4 separate regions of the Mus musculus genome follow, and all the other regions are linked to region 1. The links are chromatin contacts, called in public Hi-C, HiChIP or PLAC-seq and capture Hi-C maps. All regions are on one chromosome and are shown on one strand. Each heading gives the region's core, a stretch centred on a gene start, on an enhancer-like site or on the middle of the called end of the contact. The rest is flanking DNA. Distances are from core to core; before and after follow the strand shown. Region 1 holds the start of Mbnl2 (muscleblind like splicing factor 2). Region 2 overlaps Gm33299 (a long non-coding RNA gene). Region 3 holds the start of Hs6st3 (heparan sulfate 6-O-sulfotransferase 3). Region 4 holds the start of Stk24 (serine/threonine kinase 24).

The links. A called contact is a pair of places that touch in the nucleus more often than the background predicts. HiChIP or PLAC-seq counts read pairs in DNA pulled down with a chosen protein or histone mark. Capture Hi-C pulls out chosen DNA fragments and counts their contacts.
Region 2: a contact with region 1 is called in a Hi-C map of B cells, with 8 read pairs. The contact joins the enhancer-like site here to the promoter of Mbnl2 in region 1. A contact is called at or near these places in 3 of 39 promoter capture datasets (liver and pre-B cells), 3 of 484 Hi-C or Micro-C datasets (B cells, CD4 T cells and the G1E-ER4 cell line) and 3 of 115 datasets of contacts at active chromatin or transcription factors (fetal liver, large pre-B cells and pancreatic cancer cells).
Region 3: a capture Hi-C map of embryonic stem cells shows a contact between it and region 1, with 2.9 times the contacts expected there. The contact joins the promoter of Hs6st3 here to the promoter of Mbnl2 in region 1. A contact is called at or near these places in 7 of 39 promoter capture datasets (cranial neural crest, embryonic stem cells, frontonasal cranial neural crest and 3 more), 3 of 115 datasets of contacts at active chromatin or transcription factors (embryonic forebrain, embryonic stem cells and stem cell-derived neural progenitor cells) and 1 of 9 other capture datasets (embryonic stem cells).
Region 4: an HNF4G HiChIP or PLAC-seq map of pancreatic cancer cells shows a contact between it and region 1. The contact joins the promoter of Stk24 here to the promoter of Mbnl2 in region 1. A contact is called at or near these places in 4 of 39 promoter capture datasets (the C10 cell line, hematopoietic stem and progenitor cells, liver and 1 more), 3 of 484 Hi-C or Micro-C datasets (B cells, the G1E-ER4 cell line and myeloid progenitors) and 1 of 115 datasets of contacts at active chromatin or transcription factors (pancreatic cancer cells).

What each region holds. Positions count from the first base shown.
Region 1 is chr14:120,274,129-120,277,218 of GRCm38.p6, forward strand. Mbnl2 (muscleblind like splicing factor 2) reads left to right here and starts at 1,541. Exons shown (of 8, transcript NM_207515.2): 1 at 1,541-1,777. The region is part of intron 2 of Gm52122 (a long non-coding RNA gene); the gene reads right to left.
Region 2 is chr14:121,449,738-121,452,827 of GRCm38.p6, forward strand. All of the region lies in intron 2 of Gm33299 (a long non-coding RNA gene), which reads right to left. Among named protein-coding and RNA genes, the nearest start is that of Gm33299, 5.6 kb to the right of the region's middle. Within about 2 kb of position 1,539, at least 63 of the 459 cell types and tissues checked have an H3K27ac peak or open chromatin away from gene starts, as enhancers often do. A contact at or near this core is called in B cells, where this site is marked.
Region 3 is chr14:119,136,738-119,139,827 of GRCm38.p6, forward strand. It overlaps Hs6st3 (heparan sulfate 6-O-sulfotransferase 3), which reads left to right and starts at 1,528. Exons shown (of 2, transcript NM_015820.3): 1 at 1,528-2,381. The coding sequence starts at 1,678.
Region 4 is chr14:121,377,755-121,380,844 of GRCm38.p6, forward strand. Stk24 (serine/threonine kinase 24) reads right to left here and starts at 1,476. Exons shown (of 11, transcript NM_145465.2): 1 at 1,144-1,476. The coding sequence starts at 1,185.

The DNA.
Region 1 (3,090 bases), core at 291-2,790:
GGGGATTTCGTGTCAAAAGCAGGAGGAGCTGGGGAAGAAGGTAAGTTTGAGATCAACACTCAGGTATGTGTGCATAGGTGTATTAACAGTTTAAAAAGATTTCCACTTGTTTAAATGTAGCTAATTTAACTTTCCAGGAAAAACAAAACAAAACAACAGACTTAACCAAAGCCTATCAAAGATAATATTGACTAGAAATGAAAATCAATATTAGAGATTAAAGTGAAGAGGAGTAAAATAAGATATTCTATTGAAGAAAATTAGTCCACAAGTCACAAGAAATGATGTGTTTTAAGAACACAATTCCAAAATCTAAAAATACCAAAACCATTACATTCTGCCCTGTTACTCCATTCCAGATGCATTCGTTAAACAGTTGCAGAGAGAGAGAGAGAGAGAGAGAGAGAGAGAGAGAGAGAGAGAGAGAGAGAGAGAGAGAGAGGCTCAATCTTTCAGATGAATAGGATCTTTGTTCTTGCCTGTAGTTAGTCACGGGACCTTCATACTTAATTTTTAAGATGCAAAATGTTGTGTTTTGTGGAAGGAAAATGTGTGCTTATTGTGTTTTCTAAATGCCATATGTTTTTGTTTTTGTTTTCAAAGCATGCAGAAATGCTGTTGACTGAGAAGAAGAAAAAAATAACCCTTTCCGTTCTTTTTTTTCTTGCTTTATCTTAGGGAACCTCTGGCATCTGTGGGTCAACCTTTGTAGATTGAAAATGGAGGATGTCCCTTAGGTCAGTGCCATGTGTATTCAGCAGTAAACGCCCTCCAGCAGTCATTGCGGCACTAAAGACAGGATGGGCAACGTATGAGCATTTATCAAATGGCATCTAAGAAGGTTAAGACACAGTTAATCCCCCAGTGGGTGCCAGCCAAGAGCCTCAAAGCTTAATGTAGAGATATCAGTTCTGTCCTTCGGCATCCCCTAATTGAAGTCTCTAGTGCTCTGGAAACTTAGATGGAAAATATATGGGTTCCAGTAAGTAGCCACTGAAATGACAGCTCTCTAGAAAAGCTGTGTGCTGGGGCTTCAAGCATGGTCTGGTCTTCAGTGTGCAATCCAACTTGGCTATAGCCTCCCTCCGTCATGGAAATTGCCTGCAAATGTTTCGTAAGGTATCACTTTGCATGAAAAACACTGAATTGTCTCACAAACGAATGTGTACATCTATGTCAGTATGCTTCCTCAAACGCCCTAAGACTTTAGTTTGGGATCCAATTGGATTTCTTGGCCATCTTAGGAGTTTCGTGATTCCCGGAGTGTTTATGATGCAACTCCCAGCTACGGGCTGGGTGTCTCGAAGCGTATTTGTCTGAGCTACCCCTCTCTGTGCTCTGCCAATTATGTGCCACTTTGTCTCGGAGCTATGACTGCTTTCCTCGGAGAGGGAGATCCCTTTTCCATCAGTATGGACGCACTGTTTTCAGAGCCTGCCAGCGCTGTGTTGCTGTGTCAGTCATCCTATGAGGACCAGTTTCAGACGAGGAGGGCTGACGAGCTGGCCGGGGATTGGTGGGCTGAGCCTGGGCGGGGCCTGTGGGAAGGAAGGGCTGCAGCTCACAGCAACAGAGTTTAGACTGTCTTTGCTTCATCATCTGAAGGTAAAATTTTCCAGCCACGGCCGGCGGCTCGCAGAGTACAATAAACAGGGACGGAGAACTATTTGCATGGACCCCCCTTCCTCATGATGCGGTGGAGAAGCCACGGCCACTCGGTCCTGCCAGATGTTCTTGGGGTTACTGTACATGGGGAAGACGAGCAGAGCTAAACAAGGTAGGAGAAACAACCCCCCCTCCCCAATTTTTTTTTAATGTTTAAAGAGTTTGCTGCAGTATGCTGCATTCCATGTGTGTGCTTAGGGAAGCCAGGGAGACCGATTCCACTAATTCGAACGGAATACTCGCAGGAAACCCTGGAGTTTTACGTAACGTTTGGATTTGAGAACAAGAAACGGCAAAGCTGGAATCTACGCCGCCCGTTTAGGGTGAGGCATTAAAAAAAAAAAAAAAAAACCGAGGTTTTTATTTATTTATTTAAAGGACAGATTTGTTTATTATTATTATCTTTAATTATCTGAAAGATCCAGGCCAGGATTATCTTAAGATAATGGAGGTTTTTTACTGCCAGAGTGGGCTACAGAATAAAGTTTACGTGTTTCCTGTTCTTTGAAAACATACTTGAAATTAAGAATTTAAAAAAAAAATCTGCTTAAATAATCATCGGCTGAACGTTTGGGACGAAAATATGTCTGTTTCTTGGAAATTGGGGGCCACCCTGGTGCTACAGGGCAATGGCTTTAATTGAGTTTCAAAAGCACATTTTAAGCAGCACCAGGGCAGAAGAGGAAGCTTCCTGGCTAGTCTTAGACACTGTGGTTCAATGTTTACATTGCTTTTCCTGGCAGCCTCTGTCTTTGTTTCCAGCTTAAAAGTGGAACCATTATATTCAAAAGTAAGGCTGGGTTAATAATGCTTACTGCAATTATCTGATCTGTATGCATTTTTAATGAGAACACACAGCCAGCAGAATAATTTAATGAGAGCAGGCTAGCTTTTAAAGCTGGGCTCTCACTATGCCCAGCCAGATCAACTTTCTTGCCGAGAAGCAGCGGCTGGAAAGGGTGAAGCAGATTTATTTTTAACACACTTGGCCCAGGAGAAGGGAAGGCTTTCTCTGTGTTAAAGAATTCTTTCTGCCCTTTTCCGTTTTAAATTTCTGCCAGGCTGAGGAAACCGTGTTTTTTTTGTTAGGCCTTGGAAGCATGTGTTTACAATAAATGTGTAACATTTTTAGAATAGTTAGCAAGCACTGAAGCGAAGGGGGGAAAAAAAACTTGCCTAACTGCCACCTCCGTGAATGTTCTAATGTTCTTCAAAAAAGCCTTACTGTCTCTTTAAAAGACAAAGATTAAGTCGGAAAATGTCTATTAGGGCATTTTTATATTTAGGCAGCAACAAGGAACAAAAATTAAATGAGACATTTTATCATCTATGTAAGAGGAAGTTTCTTCCTCTCGTTTGCTCCGTTCTGAGGGAGAGCAGTGCTCATTTAAATAAGGGCAATGCCACGTACCACGGTTTTTACTT
Region 2 (3,090 bases), core at 289-2,788, 1.2 Mb after region 1:
CTCATTTTATATACACAAATATTCCAAATTGATTCTTTTAAAAAGTCCTCAAATTAAAAACACACTCTTTCTGTCTGTCTTCTCTCTCTCTCTCTCTCCCTCTCTCTCCCCTTCTCCCTTCCTCCTTTCCTTTTTTTGAGACAGGATTTCTCTGTGTACCCTTGGCTGTCCTCAAACTCACTCTACAGAGTCCAGGCTGGCCTCAAACTCAGAGATCCACCTCCTGTGCCTCCTAAGTTCTGGGATGTACCATCTCCTGACCCTGTTTCTAATTAAAATAAAACATTATTATTAGAATCTCAAGCGTGTTGAATAAACATCCTGTAATATATCCAAGGGACAAGCTTATCTAGGGAAAAGGGTTCCCATATACAATGATTTATCTTCACTGCTAACATATCTCTGGGTGTGTCCAGGAGGGTGTTTCCAGAAATGTTTAACTGAGGGGGGGAAAGAACCAAGCCGAGTATTCAGGGTGCCATCCCTTGGGCATGAGTCCCACACTGATCAAACGTGAAAGAGCTGCCTCTCACTGCTTCCTGAATGTGGATACAGTGTGAGCAGCTACCTCAGGTGTTGCTGTTGTGCCTTCCCTGTCATGGTGGACAAACGAACCTTTCCTCCCATACCACATGTCTTCTTTGTCATGTATTCTGTTGTAATGGTGAGTAACTAAAATACCATATAAAATATTAAATACTGAGCCTGGCATGGGATTTTAATAGCATCATCAAAAGTAGAAAGACAAGGAAGAACACTCCCTAAATACCCAAGAGAGAACCTCCTTCAACGGGATTTCTGTACCCAGCCAAGTGCCAATCAAATGGAAGAGGAATCTAACATGTTTTTAGACTTGAAAGATCCAAGGGGGAAAAAAGGCAAAAACAGGATTTAAACTTAAAAAAAAAAAAAAAAAAAAAAAAAAAAATCAAGGAAACTCCAAGATCATTTCTACAGGACTCCTCCAGAACTCTTTATAAAAGGCTCCCAGATTGGCATCTTGTAGAAGATTCTGGAAAAACCAACATATTGAAAACAGAACTCTCTTGGTAGAACATGTATAATATTTATAATCATAGTGGACCCTCGCTGTTCTCTAACCTCTTGTTAAGCTTGCTTCTGTTAGCACTTATCAGCAACCACCACTGTTTCAGATTTGCTAATCTGTCGGGCAACCTCAACGCATGGAAAACAGCAATGTGCCATGGGCTGAATGAAAAACGAGTGCGTCAGACATTAGTGAAATGATGCAGAACCCACCACGCGGGAGACGCCTTCTAGTCGACAGTCTCCTTCCTCAGTATCCCCCAATTCAGTAAAGCCCATTACTATCGGGCGCCTCTGGGTGCCGTCCTGAGGAACAGCAAACCTACTGGAATCCCCGACCTAACAGACCACCTCCGCCCTTCTCAAGATGGAAACATTTAGGATGATCAATTCCGGTATCTAACAAGGCTTCTTATGTTTAAGCATGAACAATTCCGGAGGAGACAGGGCCAATGTTTACCTAAAACTTTTGTTATTTTGTAACCCACAAGTGTACTCTTCTGCCACCTTGTGGCAAAGATGGGGCACTCCCAGATAAACACTTGAGGGTTGCTTCACTGGGCCATGGTTGGTCAAACCCCAAGGGGTTGGGCGGGGTGCTCATCAAATGCCTTTAAAGCTATCAAAGCAGGCAAGGGTGGTGCATCCGCTTGGCACTAAACTACAGTTAGTATAAAGTAAATGTTTGCTAAGTATTTGTTGGCAAAGAAGTAAAACAGTATTTGTTGGCAAAGAAGTAAAACAATAACCTGCTTGTATAGAGTACCTACTATGTGCAAGACCAATGCACTTTCTATGTCTGGTTTCATTTCATTAAAGCAACCAGCTCCCTTCCGTCCTGGGAACCCCTCGGTCCTGGATACACGAGCATGAAACATATCACCAAGGGCAATACGTCCAGGTAACCCATATTTCTGGACAGAAAACTGAGCCTCAGAACTGTATGCAGTCACTTGCTCTCTGTATTATGCACTTTCCTCATGGCCTGGCCTGAGAAGACACGACTTTAGAAAGTAAGGGCTCACAGTTCAGGTGTGCAGTTGGCCGTGGTGGAGAAGAGACAACTCATAAGAGGCAAGAGGACCTCAAGTTGAAACCATGGCTTCTACAGCATAAACTGACCACTCTTCTATGCTGCTCCTGGAAGAAGAATGCAGAGTCTCATAGACATGACTCCTTCTAGCTGAAGGTTTAGTAAGTTCTTCTGTTCCCAGGACCTAAAGGTACAAAGGGAACTGGAGGTGTCCTCTAGTGCTTTCTGAAGTAACTTGTTAAGCAAATACCTGAATAATTAAGGTGGAGAGAGAAGAAAAGGAGAGAGGAGGAGGGGTGAGAGGGAGGAGAAGAAAGGGAAGAGGAGAGGAGATAGAACACCTTCCTGTAGGAGCAAACATTGCTCCCACACATTGCTTAACTGCCATGTGCCTTGGTCTCCTCAGGGGCAGTCAGGAGATGCTGGCCCACTTCCTTTGAGTGCTAGATGAAACAAAGCACTCAGAGCCTTAGTATGGGCCACTCTGAAAGTCCTAATGCCACCTTCCTGGACTGAGCAGCTCTTCTGTAGGTCATGAGGGGATCTTGAGTCAATGCTTGATCTCTTTCTGCTGCTTCTTTAGCCGGAGGGACCCCACCTCGGCACTGGCCAGAGTGTGGGACTTTTCAAGGAGAAGCCTATGTCTTTGCCATGACCCATAAACCCGTGACTGAACACACAGTCGCTTCTGCCCCCACCCCAACCCCTGCCCTTGCTCTCGACTGTGTGCGATGGTCTCCTGCAACTTCTCAAAGGCCCTAAACATGTCCTCTTGGCATTCCAACAGATGTCCCCTGTGTCCTGCTGCTCTGCCTCCAGCTATGATGGTGATTGCTTCCGTTGTTAAAAGGCCTTTCCTTGGGGAGAAGCAACCACCCACCACCTTCTTCCACTTCCCAATGACAAACCAAGAAGTGGTGGCACCGAGGTTCATGCTGAGGAACCAAAGAGTTTGTTGGGGTTTCTTACAGAGCAATGGATACAGGTGACTTTAAAAGAGCCACATGGGG
Region 3 (3,090 bases), core at 278-2,777, 1.1 Mb before region 1:
AACTATTGGGGCCACCTTTAGTCTGGGTCAGGGACTCACACTGCATTGCCCCAAATGTCAACACAGGGCTACTCTTATCTTGGAAATCAGCCCTAGCTGGTCTAGACATCGTGGGTCAAATACTCCAGACTGATGTGAATTGAACGGTGTATCAATGCATTATCTGAAAAACCATAAAGTGTATTTAAGCAAAGAAGTTTGGATCCTGGGGCAAATTCAAAATGTACACACTCGAAAGAAGTTTTTTAATGAAAACCTCGGTGGACAACGAAGGAGGTCTTCACTGTGGAACACAGGTGAGGGCAGCTGATGTTGCTTCTTACTGGGGTGGGAAAAGGGCGAGTCTTGAACATCGAAGAGCCCACTTTGTGTTAATGGAATGGATTTTAGGACTTATATCCTGCAGGGCTGCGTCTTGGAGCCATGGAAAGGGAGTTCGCATCAAACACAAATCTCTTTATAAAGCAGGCTTTTTAATGGTTGCTGGTTGAATAAAGTTGTAGTGTTGGACCTACTAAGTTCATAGTTGAGGAAGCTTGGAACAAACTGGAGCATCAGTTTGAGCGTGTTGGGAGGCAGTAAATGAAGTCTGGAACCTATGTACCCTGCTGAGGAAGGACAAGCAACCGCCTGTTTAGTCTGCGTGAGACTTTCTGCCATAGGGGTGTTTTATTCCTGCAAACAAGACCAACCAGGTTTCTGTCCACTCTCACACTGAGAAAGCTGCCAATGTTGCAATTTAGAGGAATCAGATCATCGCTAGCAACGCCCTCCATGGGGCCTGTTCTCGCTCCGCGGTAGCCTTTCTGCCAGATCTCCCTAGGCTCCAGGCTGAAGGGATTCCCACCCCCAGCAGCCTCCCGCGAGCCCCGCGGAGCCGTGGACTCCTCCCCTGGAAACTCCTCCGGGGCTGAGGAAGGCTTTGGCGCATGCTCCGTACCTAGGGCAGGTTTTTTTGCTGCGGGTAGCAGGGCTCCTGTCACACCGGCTGGCGGGTTGTGGCGGTGCCAGCCCGCGTGAGCGAGTGTGTGCGCGTTGCCTGCGCCTGGGCGGGCGGACCCGGAGCAGTAGTGCGATTTGCCCGGGAGGCGGCTCCGCAGAGGCGTCTTGCTCGCCGCCGCCGAGGGGCGGCTTTGCAAACTTGCGGCGGGCTCTCGGCGCCCAGGGACCCGTGGGCAAAGGTGCCGGGCGCGGTGCACGCGGAGGGCTGGGGCTGCGGGACCGGGCCGAGCCTTCGCCCTTGGCCCGCGCCCTGGTGAGCCTCATGCAGCTCCTGTGCTCGCCACCGCAGCTGCCCCGGGAAGGTCCGGGACACGAACCCCGCACCGCAGCGCCTGAGCGTCTACCGACCGGCGGCGGGATGCTCCGTGTCGCCTGAGAGCGCCGCGTCCAGGTACAAGAGGAGCCGGCTGGAGCCCGGCGCCCCAGGGATCGAGAGGAGCCCCACGCCACAGCCGCCGGCGCCGGCGCCCGTCTTCTCGGCTCCGCTCGTAGGCCCCGGCTCTGCCAACCCCGGAGTGCGGCGGGGCAGCCAGACAGCCGTTCTCTTCGGCGGCAGGGGCATGGAGGAGCGGCGGGCTCCGAGCCGCGCCCCGGAGTCCCCGAAACTTCCGAGCAGGCGCCCGATCGCGCCGCTGGCGCCGCAGCCACCTCACCTGCCGGCCTGAGAACGGGACCATGGATGAAAGGTTCAACAAGTGGCTGCTGACGCCGGTGCTCACTCTCCTCTTCGTGGTCATCATGTACCAGTACGTGTCCCCTTCCTGCACCAGCTCATGCACCAACTTCGGGGAGCAGCTCCGCTCCGGGGAGGCCCGCCCGCCCGCTGTCCCGAGTCCTGCCCGACGGGCACAAGCACCCCTTGATGAGTGGGAGCGGCGGCCCCAGCTGCCACCGCCACCCCGGGGACCGCCCGAGGGGTCTCGTGGGGTCGCGGCTCCCGAGGATGAGGATGAGGATCCCGGGGACCCGGAGGAGGAGGAGGAGGAAGAAGAGGAGGAGCCGGACCCCGAGGCGCCCGAAAACGGCTCCCTGCCCCGGTTCGTGCCTCGATTCAACTTCACCCTCAAGGACCTGACCCGCTTCGTGGACTTCAACATCAAAGGGCGGGATGTGATCGTGTTCCTGCACATCCAGAAGACCGGGGGCACCACGTTCGGCCGGCACCTGGTGAAGAACATTCGTCTGGAGCAGCCATGCAGCTGCAAAGCTGGCCAGAAAAAGTGCACCTGCCACCGGCCGGGCAAGAAGGAGACCTGGCTCTTCTCCCGCTTCTCCACCGGCTGGAGCTGCGGGCTGCATGCCGACTGGACCGAGCTCACCAACTGCGTGCCGGCCATCATGGAGAAGAAGGATTGTCCCCGCAACCACAGCCACACCAGGTACTGTCCCGCGTCTGTTGGTTTCCTGAACCCCACTCCCTTCCCCCAAGTCCTGACCCCGCCAGTCCCGCGTCGCGCTCCCTTAGCTGTTTGGCAGTGGCTTTCCAAAGGGTGGGCAGCGAATTTGGGTGAAGGGTGAGAAACCGCTGGATACCCACCGGGGGGGGGGGGTGTCTTGAGTTGGTTTCTTTCCCATGCTTCACTGTTTCTTGCCACCCCCTGTCACCTTCAGCCATGTCCACGGCCATCCTGATGTGCATTCTGCACAGTGCCTAGCATTGTGTGATGAGGTATTTGGAGCAGACACTAAAGAACAGCTATGGAATAACCAGGGTGTCGAGGGAGAGAGGTCGAGTCTTGAACTTAAATTATGTGGTGGAAATCCAAAGAATAGGGGATCCGGGAGTGCAGACATAGTTTTTCAGGAATGGTGAGGCTGGAGCATAATGTCCTTCTAAGTGGCTCTTGGATGGCTGCTTGCCAGCTTAGAGAACAATCCTCTTGATGCCGCTTTGAAGATCTACACGTGCAAAATCGTGCTCCACTGTGATAACCCTAATTCTGGAGATGGTCCTTGTTGCTGGGCAATGCCAGGATTTGGACTCATGCTGTTCTTCGTAAGACTGCCTGCCTCTTTCCCCCTTAAGCCATTCCAACAGTTTATTTAAACATTATTTGTTAAATGCCTACTGTGTGCCTGGGTATGTGT
Region 4 (3,090 bases), core at 226-2,725, 1.1 Mb after region 1:
CCTTACGTGGTATGGAAAGAAAAAAGAAGAAGAAAAGAGGGATAGGAACTATTTTCAGAAGTGGCAGAAGCAGTAAGAGGCAAGCAAGGTCCATGCGGCTCAACCCTGAAGCCAGAGAGAAGGCGCCTGCTGCATCTATAAACTGATAACCTTGGATATTCTGAGGTGTTTTGTTTTTTTTTTGTTGTTGTTGATTTTTGTTTGTTTTTTTTTAAGCAAAACTCTTCCGTTCACTTCCTTGGGAAAGCAAAACTTTGACTGGTCTTGCTATCTTAATCGCAATCATTATGTCTGTATTTATTATATACGCTCACAAACTTTACAAGTTTGAACAGACAAGTGATTGTTTTTCAAAGTGCAGAAAACCATCCTCAATAGCAAAAAAAAAGTTCGTGCATCCATATAAACTTGAAATTCAACTCCGTCCCCTCACCGCCCCCTTCCCCTCCGAAGAAAAAGTCACTGGCAGGCTAAGAAGATACAAAGTGTGCACCAAGAAGCCCGCTAGCACACAGTTCCTCTGGATGCCAACCGGTCTCAAAGTGAAAGTCCAGCAGCGGAGTCCTGGCACCCGAGGGATGAACCTGGGCTCTGCACACCAGGGCGCTCGCGGAGGTGTGGGTTCCGCCTCCCGAGTTTGCAACCTCGCACTTTCCGCACCAGAACTACAGGCTCCGATGCGAGGTTACATCTTCCTGCACCCCGCCCTGCGGCCCGCCCGGACTGTGACCAGCCGGGGCGCGCTCCCGCCCTGCGCTCGGGTCTCCCGCTTGAGGGGTCTGGGGAGGGACTTTTGCTAACTGAGGACGGACCCCAGAGTGCCGCTATCCCTGTCCCAGGCCCACATAGGGCCCAGGCACCAAAGCGGGGCCTCCAAGGACACTAGTTCAGACTCCTGCCCGGGATGGGCGCTCGGCCTGCGCGTCGGACTTGGGGAGCGCAAAGCTCCTGCACCCCACCTCGGCCCCAGGCCGCAGACCCCAAAGCCCCTCCACGTGCATACACCCGAGATCCCCGCCGCCCGAGTCGGCGAAGATCCCGGAGAAGCGGGCCCGGCTGGTTGGGGGGAGGGGGGGCGTGTTGACACCGCCAAGTTGCCCGCTTCCGCCCTGGCCGCAGCCCGACCGGGCCACCCCAACCTACCTGCATGCCCGGCAGGCCCGACTGCACCGGGGAGTGGGCCATGGCGCTCGGCGCCGCCACTTCCTGGCCCGGGACGCGCGGAGCCGCGCGGCGAGCAGGCCCGGGGCCGCGCGCAGCCCTCGGGTGGCGGGGCGGGCTCTGGAGCCCGAGGCCACCGCACCCCGGGGACGGTCTCAACGAAGGTTGGCGGGCCGCGGCCCCATACACTGAGCCTGGGGCGGGCAGTGGGGGGCGCGGGGGACGTCTCGAGACTGCGGCTGCTTCTCCAGGGATCCCGTCGCTGCGCCGCCGCGGTGCTCAGGTCGAGCCGGGCGGCCTGGGCCCGCGAGCGCTGGCCGCCTGGAGCCGAGTGGGCGCGCACAGTCCGCCGCGCCCCGCCCCGGCCCGGCCCCCGCGCCCGCCCCCGCGGCCCGGCCGGGGACCCCGCCCCGCGCTTCCGGGAGGGGGAGGGGGAGGGGAGGAGCCGCCGGGCGCCCTAGGCCGCAGTCGCGCCTCCCTGCGGGCGCGCAGGCGGGGTCCCCGGGGCCCGGCGGGCAGGCGGGCGCTCTCGGGTGCTGTGCGCCGGGGTCCTTCGGAACCGCGGGGTGGGCCTCGCGCGCGGAAGAGAGCTGAGTTTGGGGGAGCGAAGAGCACCGCCCACTCCTACCCTTCCCTCTCCACCCGCCCTGGCCCTCCAGAGGCCAGAGTCTGCACTCGGGGTGTCCCCAGAGGGGCCTAGCCTGGGGCCTATTCCAAAAGCCCCGGCCGGAGCGTCCTCACTGTACGAAGTTTCCAGCCAGATCAAGGAAGAAACCCCAAGGGTAGAGAGGGCGGTTTGTGTGCACTGCCTTGGGTACTGAACTCAGCCTCGCCTGGGCCGCCGGCTGTGGAAACTTAGCTGGACAGAGGAAGGGCTGGGCCCCGCCATCTCTGCGCTGCGCACAAGAAGGGAAAAGTGGGGTGCGGAGGGGTGCTGGAGGAAGGGAAGACAATAGAAGGAAACCGCGTCCCGACTCTTACCCAGCCCTCCCCTCGCTTCACTGCTCCTAAGGCCGTAGGCCCTCTCTGGGCACCAGCTCTGCCCTCCTCCTAAGCTGCCGCTTCTGCAGCAAACAAGGAAGGATGGAGTGAATCCATGCGGTTCCAGGAAGTACTTTATTTACAAGTGGCAAATAGGAAGTGGTCTAAGAGTCAGAATCGCTGTGTCTCTCGCCATAGGGACCCTGAGGCCTCATTCAGGAGTGCCCGCTTTGCCCCACAGCTGTGCAAGGTTAACCATACAAAATGAGTCCCCAAGAGTTCAGAAATAGAGGACGCATAAATCCTCGACTAAGGTAGAGAAGAGATTATTCTCTGAGGTGTCCTTGTATTCCAAGAACACAGGCTCCCTCTGGGTCCTGCATCAGAAGTTAAAGTAAGCCGAATACCCTTTGGAAACCTAGCCTAGGAGACCTCCAGGATGCTAAGATGTATTAGAAGGCTTGCATGATTACTCCTGGTCACCTGACTGAGATGCGTTGCCACTTCTAAAGAGTAAACTGAAAACATTAAAAGTATGAACCCATATAACCAAGAGTTTATGTGTTCCCTAAGCAGAAGAAACCTAAAAAGAAAAGAAAAAAAAATGGAGTACTTAATGAATACAAGGGAAAATGATCAAGACCATGAATCTTGAAAAGGCATATATTATTCAACCTCAAATTCTACCTAGAATAACATGAAAGAATGACCAGAAATACAGGAGTCTCTACCAAGAGGCAGCGACTTTCAGCCTTGGAAATGTCTGATTACATAAAGAGTACTTTCTTACTACTACTACTTCACCAGGTGTGGTGGCACAAGCCTTTAACCCCAGCATTTGGGAGGCAGAAGCGGGCAGATCTCTGTGAGTTCAAGGCCAGCCTGGTCTATATAGTTCCAGGACAACCAGGGTTATACAGGGAGACACTTTCTAAAGAACATGACCCC